Linked DNA regions of Astyanax mexicanus: region 1 is linked to region 2. A link is a contact called in public Hi-C data. All regions are on one chromosome and are shown on one strand. Each heading gives the region's core, a stretch centred on a gene start, on an enhancer-like site or on the middle of the called end of the contact. The rest is flanking DNA. Distances are from core to core; before and after follow the strand shown.

What was found. A called contact is a pair of places that touch in the nucleus more often than the background predicts.
Region 1: a Hi-C map of muscle shows a contact between it and region 2, with 9 times the contacts expected there. The contact joins the promoter of cept1a here to the promoter of si:ch73-70k4.1 in region 2. A contact is called at or near these places in 2 of 3 Hi-C or Micro-C datasets (both in muscle).

The regions. Positions count from the first base shown.
Region 1 is chr12:8,239,593-8,245,416 of AstMex3_surface, forward strand. It overlaps cept1a (choline/ethanolamine phosphotransferase 1a), which reads left to right and starts at 4,347. Exons shown (of 9, transcript XM_007236944.4): 1 at 4,347-4,484.
Region 2 is chr12:8,060,951-8,066,707 of AstMex3_surface, forward strand. It overlaps si:ch73-70k4.1, which reads right to left and starts at 2,873. Exons shown (of 4, transcript XM_007236940.4): 1 at 2,645-2,873; 2 at 686-848. The coding sequence starts at 2,769.

The sequences.
Region 1 (5,824 bases), core at 3,097-5,596, 180 kb after region 2:
CACCCACACACACACACACACACACACATAGACACACAGAGGATTGGACATCTTTTAGCAACACTTGTACAGCATGCATGGTATAAGGTGCATGATTAGCAAATTTTACTTGTCAATTATTTACTCAAAAAAGTAGTAATCTAGTTGTATATTCCATTGCAAAAAGACATTTGGGAGGTGAATATTATATAATATAATTTTAGCAATTATGTTTTTTTTTTAGTTCACTTTAATTCTGATTGAAAGCAGCAACAAATATATCAAATCGTATTTTAAATAAGAATTAGACCTGGTTCTGTATTAAATTTCTAAAGTTATATAAGTTATAGGCTACACTTTTAAATAATATGTTCTAAATAATAATATATACTGTATTTACTGTATATGTTTACAGCACCTTACTTTACACCAAAATATAAAAGTGACTGGAACATTATAGACCAAAAGTGAATAAGGTTTTCTGAATATATTTAATGTAAAGATTAGGACAATATTTTTTTAAGTAAAGGTTGGGAGAAAGTTACTGCAAGATTTACTAACTGTTTCTAAAGTAAAGATTAGGAAAGTGTTATTGCAATGTTCTCTACATGTTTTCAATAAAAAGGTTTGGATAACGTTACTGCAATGTTCCCTAAATGTTTTCATTGTAATGGTTTGGAGAATGTTACTGCAATGTTCCTTAAATGTTTTCTTTGTAAAGGTTGGGAGAAAGTTACTGCAAGATTTATTAACTATTTCTAAAGTAAAGATTAGGAGAATGTTACTGCAATGTTCCCCAAATGTTTTTAATAAAAAAGGTTAGGATAACATTACTGCAATGTTCCCTAAATGTTTTCATTGTAATGGTTTGGAGAATGTTACTGCAATGTTCCCTAAATGTTTTCATTGTAATGGTTTGGAGAATGTTACTGCAATGTTCCCTAAATGTTTTCAATAAAAAGGTTAGGATAACATTACTGCAATGTTCCCTAAATGTTTTCAATAAAAAGGTTAGGATAACATTACTGCAATGTTTCCTAAATGTTTTCATTGTAAAGGTTAGGGTAACGTTACTGCAATGTTCCCTAAATGTTTTCATCGTAAAGGTTTGTAGAATGTTACTGCAATGTTCCCTAAATGTTTTTTTAACAAAAGGGTTAGGATAACATTACTGCAATGTTTCCTAAATGTTTTCATTGTGAAGGTTTGAAGAATGTTACTGCAAGGTTTTCTGAAGATTTTTAATGTTAAGATTAGGACAATGTTTTTTTTAAGTAAAGTTTGGGAGAAAGTTACTGTAAGATTTACTAACGGTTTCTAAAGTAAAGATTAGGAGAGTGTTATTGCAATATTCCCTAAATGTTTTCAATAAAAAGATTAGGGTTACGTTACTGCAATGTTTCCTAAATGTTTTCATCGTAAAGGTTTGGAGAATGTTATTGCAATATTCCCTAAATGTTTTCAATAAAAAGGTTACGGTTACGTTACTGCAATGTTTCCTAAATGTTTTCATTGTAAAGGTTTGGAGAATGTTACTGCAAGGTTCCTTAAATGTTCCCAGTGTAAAGCCAACCAGGCTGGAACATTTTATTTCCGGGAACCAACATCTAATGCTCCAGGAATGTTCTTGGAACAACACATTTTTAGCTGGGCTGAACTTGCATTGCATAATGAAATGCATTGTGACACAATTTTGAATGCAACTAGGTGCAAAGGCCAGTCTGTGTGCTTCCATGTAATTAATATTGGGCCTTTATCTAATGTAAACAGAGTGTGTGACAGAAATCAAAGCCCAATTCCAGATCAATCTTTACAAAAAGATGAAAAATCTGGGGGAAAAAAAGAAAAAAAAATGTTTGGTCATGCTGTTATAGTTAAAGCAGTGTCCAGTTGTTGTTTTATAGATTGAGTACAGTTGTCTCAGTCTGAAAATGAAATATTTCTGTGTTAATATTAAGCTCCAGGGGTAAGCCTTCGTCTCAAACTTGCCCACTTCAATCATCAGCTCTAAAATCCCGTCATAAACCTGATACCGGGGATCAGTGAGCACCACCCGCAGAGCTACACCTGCTCTGGTGACATTTGCCCCAAAATATCAAACGGGAACGATCGTGAGTATTAGCATCTCATTTCATGTTTAATGCATCGTGCCAAGATGTTTGAATGTCATACTCAGTCAGACGGCGGCAAATCTGGCACAGGTTTGATTACCCTGAGCTGAGATGATCAGGAGAAATCAGCTCGACTCCTTTTCAGGCAGCGTGCCAGCACACGCTAAGCTAAACCGCAGTGCTAATGCTGCATGAATAAACGGTCAAAGTCTGAGTTCACATTCACTTCACAGATATCTATTATTACTAATTTAATTATAGTCATAAAAAGCCTTTTAGAGGTCAAGATACTAACATCGCAGTAAACAAGAGCTCACTGATAACTATATCTGCTGTCAGTCTGCCTGCTCTGGACTCTGATTTACACAACAAAGACTCCAATTCCCAGCATGCACCCACACCAGACTGCTGACTTTGATAATCATGTGATGCTACAGTGTTCCTGCTCCCCCAGCTTCTGATTGTCCACACATATTCTGTTTAGTATAAAGTTTACATCCAGTAGCGGATCGGGGCAATGTCCTGGTGATACCTCACACTGTTTGTGTTAATGGACTATAGTAAGTCCCTCCATATTGTAGGCCACACCCACTTACCAAACTAAACCACTCCTACTATGCCACCTTAAACCACTGCATTAGGTAGAATGAGTGGGGCCTTAAGTTATATACACTGAATGGGTGGGGTTAAACTGCTGTAAGGTGCTGAATGGGTCGGGTTAAACTGCTGTAAATTGCTGATTGGGTGGGGCTAAACTGCTGTAAGCTGCAGAATGGGTGGGGGTCTTAAATTCTAAATGCTGATAGGATGGGGCTAAACTGCTGTAAAATGCTGAATGGGTGGAGTTAATCTGCTGTATACTGCTGAATAGGTGGGGTCTAAAGTTCTCTACACTGGTTGGGTGGTGCTAAACTGCTATAAGATGCTGAATGGGTGGGGCTAAAATGTAGGCCAAATGGCTGGGACTAACAAATGTAGGTGCAATGGATGGGTCTAAACTGCTCTGGGCTGTTCTTTAAACACGTACAATGACATAAATGTAGCCCGTGATCACTCCACCTCCTCCCCTTCCCTCTTGACAGACAGCTGTAACTGTATGAGACAGTGACATTCTGTATTGATCGCTCAGGTAGGGCTTTATCTCCTACTCGCTAATCAATACCCGCCCCTTCCTGCCCCCCATTGCCGGGACATTTCACCCTGAAGTCTGAGAGCCCCGCCGGCCTGCCAATCGATACCGCCTCAGCTGTCAGTGGTTCTATTTAACACTGCGGCAGGTCCGACTTGCAGGTGTTCACCTTCTGCTGAAGTTCTGTAGTCTATTGGGTGGTGCTTAACTGCTGTAGGCTGAATAGGTTGGGCTAAACTGCTGTAGACTTAATGGATAATGAACAATTACCAATTGTAGTCTAAATGGGTTGGATCATAAAGGTTAAACTGCTTAGAAATAAAATTCAAAGCACTGGTAACAATGGGAACAGGATGGACCAATCAGACTGATGAAAAAACATCTAAAAAACAATATTGACAGAGGAAGCCACAATTAGCTTAGGATTAGAGGGAAAGTAAGGAAGGCTTTGTGATCTGAAGCATTACACACCCTCTGTGAAACATGGTGGAGGCAGTGTTGTGGCATTATTATGGCATGGACATGGATTATGGATATGGAAGGATAATGATTTGCAGTTAAGTATAAAAAATACTTCTTATATTTAGTTAACCTATGTTAGTTTGTTCAGTTACTTTTTCATTTATTATTTTGTTTTATTTCTGTACCATTTTCATTAGCATAATGAGTGAAGACAGAGAGAGAGAGAGAGAGAGAGAGATACTGTTACTGTAAGCAGTTTTTTTTAGCAGTATTATAGCTCCATCTAAAGGACGACATCAGTTTTACACACAGAGGATTAACACTCAATTAACATTATAGTTTATTCATTAAAATGTTAGACACTGTAGTTTCGGCATTAGTTCTGTGCACACGTGTTTGTTATATACATTTAGTGCGCATGTATTTATTTTTATTATTTTACATATCCAGAAAGAAAAAGTGGAAGCATACGTGGAGGACTTTTATTTTATCTCGTTGAATGGAAATCTATGGTAGTAAAATCACGAATGCAAATTATTAATTAAAGTTTAAGGAAATATTTTTAATATTCGAGTACTTAGAGTTAGTATGTAAGAATAACATTTCCAGAGTACATTCGGATTTCCTTTTTATTTATTATGGTTTAGACTGTTTTAGTTTTATTTTGTCACACAGGGAGTGGATTACTTCCGTCCTCTTCATGCTGCTGATCTGAACCGCGTGTGGACCTTTTTTACGGGTTTAACACTAAAATAATCACCCAGATTTCTAATAGGAGAGGATCTCATCTCATTGATCTGCAGGTACATCATAATTTTGATCGATTTCCTTCTATATTTGACATGCAATCAACTAATACAGCTGACAGTTTAGCTCGAAGCTGAAACTCAGTTGAATTGTCCGTTCCACCTTAAATTGTGCAGCAGATACAGTAGTAACGCATCAGCTTCCAGAATGAAACTGCTGTATGATTTAAGGTGGAACTGGGAATTGGACTGGGTAGACAACTCAAGCTTCGTAGTTTATCTCTGTATTTCCACCCTGTAATGTAAAAACGTGGTTTAACGTTTTAAACTAGAATTTAAACTATTAACGTAATTTAATAGCACACTTACACACACGCTCCCTGATTATTTTATTTATATGATGCTGATTTAACAAGCTAGCTCACATTGACAGCTCCCTAAATGGACTCTAATTTTATTATTTCAAAATAAATTCGATTAAATAATAGTATGTGTTATATTTTAGATTATTCCCGTCACGATAACTTACTAAATTATTTAAAAAAATAAATATAAAAATATAAAAATAATTACACTAAATTGTCCAAGCAATTATTGTGATAAACGATATTATTGTATATAATATACTATACTAATGATTTGAATTTACTGTCATTTTTATTTAATACAAATGCAACATATCTATATATTACATCGTAGAGGAACACTGTGTGTTTGCCATATTTTATTTCATGTTATTATTACTGTATTTTATTTTATTTTTTTATATTATGTTATCATGTTTCAGTTTATGAGATTGTGCTATTGTGATAAACAAACAAATGACTAAGCTAAGTTGGCAAATGTAAGGTTAGGTTAAACTAATTAAATAAAAGAGCTTCACGCTAATATGATAACGGTATACTAATAAATTCTCTACAAGCTAACAAGCTAAATGCAAACTGAACATTTAGTTACAAACTAATGTTGTAACTGTAAACTAATACATTAGCTACAAACTAATATGTTAACTGTAAACTAATAAATTAGCTACAAGTTGATATGTTAACTGTAAAATAATAAATTAGCTACAAGATAATATTGTAACTGTAAATTAATGAATTAGCTACAAGCGTATATGGTAAAGGTGTACTAATGAATTAGCTACAAGCTAACATGATAACTGGTAACTAATTAATTAGCTAAAAGCTAACATGATAACTTTGAACTAATAAATTAGCTACAGACTAATATTGTAACTGTAAACCAATAAATTAACTACAAGCTAATATGTCAACAGTGCACTATTGAAATATCTACAAGCTAACAAGCTCAATGCAAACTTAATAAATTAGCTACAAGCTAACATGCTAACTTTGAACTAATAATTTAGCTACAGACTAATATTGTAACAGGCT
Region 2 (5,757 bases), core at 1,623-4,122:
ACTAAAGTAAGAGCGTAACAGGGAAGCAGGACTGAGGTAGGAGCGTAACAGGAATGCAGGACTGAGGTCACAGCATAACAGGGATGCAGGAATGAGGTCAGACAGTAACAAGGATGTGAGAGTGAGGTTAGAGCGTAACAGGGAAGCAGGACTGAGGTAAGAGCGTTACAGGGATGCAGAAGCGAGATCAGACAGTAACAGGGATGCAGGACTGAGGTAAAAGCGTAACAGGGATGCAGGACTGAGGTCAGAGCGTAACAGGGATGCAGGAGTGAGGTTAGACCGTAACAGGGATGCAGAAGCGAGATCAGACAGTAACAGGGATGCAGGACTGAGGTCAGAGTGTAACTGGGATGCAGAAGCAAGGTCAAAGTGTAACAGAGATTTAGGAGTGAGGTCAGAGCGTAACAGGGATGCAGGACTGAGGTAAGAGCGTAACAGAGATGCAGGAGTGAGGTCAGAGCGTAACAGGGATGCGAAAGTGAGGTCACAGCGTAACAGGGATGCGGGAGTTAGGTAAGAGCGTAACAAGGATGCAGGAGTGAGATCAGAGCGTAACAGGGATGTGGAAGCTAGGTCAGAAAGTAATTGGAAAGACACCAGTTCCAAAAGTCCTTGTGAACACAGTTTTCTCTACTACACCATCAGTATCAGTGAGGCGCACTGAAGAGGTCCAAAACTGTACCTCAGGCAACTGCGGCAGCTCTGGAACACAATACACTGATGCAGGAGAGCTGAACGCTTCAGGACAGAAGCCCTGCAGGGTCATCCAGATCTTCTCCTCTGCTGTTAGTTCAGTTGCAGCCCACCATGGCTCACCTCCATCACCTCTATGTCCAGCACTGGAGCTTCAACACAGGAAGAGCCAAAGCATTAAACATAACATTTATTATTTAATAAACATAACATAAGCACTGGCCACTTTTTATCATATACACATTTTCTGACGCAGCCTCTATTGCAGGACGTTGCCTCAGGTTACCAAATCCATTTACTTTATTTTATGAATGGCCTAATGCATATTTAATGAAGCAGTAATAGAGGAAAGATTCTAAATAAACATACAGAATCATGCAATTTGCCTGACTAAAAGCATCGACATAACAGGGTCCATTATGCCATGCTTTATGCTTATAAAGACACTTAGGAAAATGCTGCAGCCATGGTATACACTGCAGCTTTTCATTCAGAATGATTTTTTGTATTTGTTTTGAATTATGATGTTTTAATTGTTTAGTAAAGCTAATGCTGTGATATTAGCAATATTAATGGCTAATAGTAACAATTTCAACCATGTACAAATTTCAGTCAATATTACAAAGTGTGTTTGTTTAGGAAATTCTGCTTGTGTTTTAGCAATTTGTAAGTTTTAAATAAAAAAACAGGCATGCCTAGTTTAGTTTGACCACAATTTGCCACATAAAATCACTAATGACATTAATATGGCAACATAGGGATGCTCTTAATTTATTATATTTTATGTAGCATGCCATGTGCTTCAAACCTAGCTCTCAGATATAGATCATATATTGACATGAGTGTTTAAATGTGAATTGCCCTGAACAACATTGCTAGTGACATGGCTAGCTCCTCCAATAATGTAGGAAAATTATACAGTGTTTAGAGATTTGTTCAGAAAAAAAAATCTGCTTGTGTTTTTTTTTTTGTGTGTGTTTTAGCTAAAAAAAAAAATACAAAATAAAAATATTTAAACCGTGTGTATATATACAGCTCTGGGGGAAAAAATAAGAGACCACTTAAAATGATTCATTTATTTGAATTTACAATTTTTTTAACCTCTGGAATATAATCAAGAGGAAGATGGATGATCACAAGCCATCAAACCAAAGTGAACTGCTTGAATTTTTGCACCAAGTGTGCAGGCATAAAGTTCTCCAAAAGCAGTGTGTAAGACTGGTGGAGGAGAACATGCCAATAGGCATAAAAACTGTGATTTAAAAACCAGGGTTTTTACTCCAAATATTGATTTCTTAACTCCTAAAACTTTGCTTTATTTGAGGTCTGAAAGCTCTGCAACATTTTTGTTTTTTCAGCCATCTCTCATTTTCTGCAAATAAATGCTCTAAATGACAATATTTTTGTCACACTTTAATGTCTTCAATATTTTACATTTACAATCTAAAAAAAACAACATTTTCTAATCTAAAAAAAAAATAAATAAATAAAAGAAAGAAAGAAAACACGTTGAATGAGAGTGTGCCCAGACATTTGACTGGTACAGTCAATATAAAATGAAAATAATAATTATGGATAAAACTAATTAAAATGAAAACATATAGACACTCATTGGTTTGTGGAGTATTTATCATTTAAGGGTAAACAATTTCATTGGTTTCATTGCTTCTTATACACCAGCTTCTTGTTGGAACTCTACGTTCCACCTTAAATGGCACCGCAGTTACATTCGGAAAGCAACTAACTTAAGTCCAAACTGCTGCACCATTTAAGGTGGAACGGAGAGTTCCAACAAGAAGCTAACTTCAATCAGTAAATTTACAGTTAGTGAATATAAACATACTTTTATTGCGCTTTAAAGGTAAAAACAGGTGCGCACCTTCCCCATATCTCTCTGTTACTGTTTTCTCTTATTTACTGTTTGTTCTCATTTTAACTTTAATCTTACCAGCTCTTGCTGGAGGACGTGCCGCCAGGATTGCGCAGAGACTGAAAAATATTTCGTATCTCTGGCTTTCCCTCAGGTTTGCTCTCCTCCGCTACACTCACTCTCTTTCTTTTCAGTTTGGACATCTTTAACGTTACTGCTCACTCTCACAGATCACCCCGCCAAAATCCACCCCATTTACTTCCCTTACACGGAGTGAGAGCAGGAGAAGCGCGTCAATGCTGCGCACGCTTTGCGCAGCTTCTGCTAAAGTTGTAGTGGGGGCAGAGATGTAACTTACTAGTGCATCTAAAAAAAATTGAATATCATTGAAAAGTTACTTTATTTCAATATAAAGTACTAGAGACCCAAAGTAAAAGTACAGGTGCTCTATAAAAAAGTAACGAGTATAATTGTATATTTTTAACAGTACCAGTAAGTTATTCTTTGTTGATGACCAGTTGTTTGCAATATTTCGTCGCTGTCCAATGAAAAACAAGTATCTCCAAAAAAGCAACTTTACAGGAGAGAGGAATAAAAACGTCTAAATTTTCAATTACAGTAAACAGTTTATTTTTGGTCATTTTGAAATATTTCTCTTGGTCTGTTTATCAAAAAAAAATGGCACAGTGTAAAAAACAGGTTGTGTGTTCAAACGGTGTGGTAAACTACACATCAACAAAAATGGAGGTATTTGTTTTTCACTGAACAGCAACGCTCCAAAGAAATTAAAAGTACACCAGAATTTCTTTATAGAGCATTTTTCCCCAATGGGAATGTTAGTGCAGTTAGCTGGCTAGTCGGTGTTAGGATATCTATTAGCTAGCTTAATGTTAGCTATAATTTCATCCAAATGATCAGTGATTATACAAAAACTATCATTGATTTAGACTGAGTCCACTCTGATTATATTTATTGATTCCCCGTTTTGTGAATATTTATGTAGCCTAATTCAGGCTATAGCATCAGCTACATCTATTATAGTGCACAGATTTATTTAAATAAAAAAGTAAAAAAAAAAAAGTAAACTAAAAGAAGAAAACATAAAACAAATATAAGTAGGGTAACACAAAACCAAATAAACCAACCTGTAAAAACTAGACTGAAAAAAACAAACAGAGATGAACTACACTAAGAAGACTAAACTAAAAAAGCAAAACAGAACACTAAGAAAAGAACAACAACCATGATCAGACAAGAAGCACAAACAACACTCAAAACCTCACAAAGCACACAAAAGACCAGACAAAAATATATATAGTCAAGGAGGCTGGGAACACCTGGGGAAGATAACAAGGGGATAGTGTAATAAATTACTACAGGTGACAACAAGGCTATGTGTTTTAGGGGCACATGGAGGAATAAAAACAGGCTTGGGAAAAATGCTTCTGACACCCCTGCTGGAAAGACCAATTGTAGCTAGATGCATATCTTCGTCATCCCCACCTCATCTGTTTTACTCAGCAACTCCATTACATACACATGTAATACCATAGCAACCACTTAGCAACAGCTTAGAAACACTATAATAACCACCTAGCAACAGCATGGAAACCACCTGTTAGATTATAGAAAACAAGACCATCTGCACGACAATGCACTTTTCTCCATAATAATCTGCACGTTTTCTGCTACGACCGAGTCTGTACGCAGATGACGTAAACATGTTTCTTTAATTTGAATTCAGCATGTTGTTTTTCTGAGTACGTCACACATCTGCATGCGCTCACACACACACACACATGCACATCAGGAGTGTGTGATGGTGAAATTCAGATGAAAGGAAAAAAAGAAAAAACAGAAAAAAAGGAACGCAGGGTGGGCACCTGAAAAAAAACGATTCGTTAGGAAGGAGCCTCAGCCCTCCCCCAGAGGGGATGACCACAGAGCTGGACGCCCGGCACTCGCTGAACGAGAATTCCAGGAGTTTCTTCAGCCGACACTGAGCTTCCCCAGCCACTGGGAGAGCACGGGGCGAGAGACTGAGAGAGAGAGAGAAAGAACGAGTCCAGGAAAGAATGCTTATGTCATTAGGATGTGTGTTGTGCTCCGTTGTCATGGTTACGAGATGGAAGATGTAAAAATAGCCGGGCACAAAACACCCTCCCGAAAGCTCTTGTGGCACCATGGCCCAGAGCGAATGAGGGGTGAGCGAGCAAGAAGGAGAGAGAGGAAGAACAGAACATTTTGTTTATTGTTAATCTTTGATTAAAAAAAAAATAGCCAAAATACGCTGAAAAATCTGTGATGCTTAGGTTTCAGAACTGGATACATGTGTAAAACAAATCCTTGCAAAAACACTACAATTTTCCTAAAATTCTCTTCAAATTTGATACATTTCTTTTCATAATTCAGTGTGCGAGAAGAAGTCATTCAGAGTGGGGGTTTGAGATTTAAGATTTCTTGGCCTACCAGTCTTTTGATGCTTTCTAAACTCACCTTCTGTAGCGCCCCTAGTGGTGGTGTATTGAAACTGTACTGAAACTGTTCAAAGTATGTTTACTGATGTAAACCTGTTTGATTTAAGGCATCAGTGTATCTTTGCTATCGTAACGAAGGGAAAAGTACGCCTTGCGCTGATCAAAATGCGCAAAAGGCATGCACTAATTCTCTTAAATAATCATGGGTGTGTTTTGGGTGTGACGTGAAAAAAAAACAATCACTTTTTCCTTTAAAAGCCAGGTGTGCTCTGACTTTGGCAAATTGCTATTTTAATGGCGCATTGCTTCTGTGCTTCTCAGCAGAGGAAACAGGCTTGCTAGTTCACACTGTGAAGGTGAACGAGCAGGTAATTTGCAGGTAATTATGTTGTATTCTGTTTATTGTTGATGTAAAAGTTGGGTTTGTGCACTGCTCTGTGTCTTTGTGTGTGTAAAGAGCAGGGGTTATGTGTGTTAAGCGTCCAAGGCACACCTGCATTGCCAAGATAGCAATGAACGCTTGACTGTTGACTGTTGTCTAGGTTTATTTTAGTCAGTGGTGCACCTGTGTTTTCCCTTGCCAAGATAGCGATACGAAGGAGATTTGAAACCTGAATACACCTCACATTCAGACCACCACACCCATCAGTGTAGATTTATTCATAAGGCCTGAAAATAGACTGTTGGCGGGGTGAAAAGTAGCAATGAGCATCT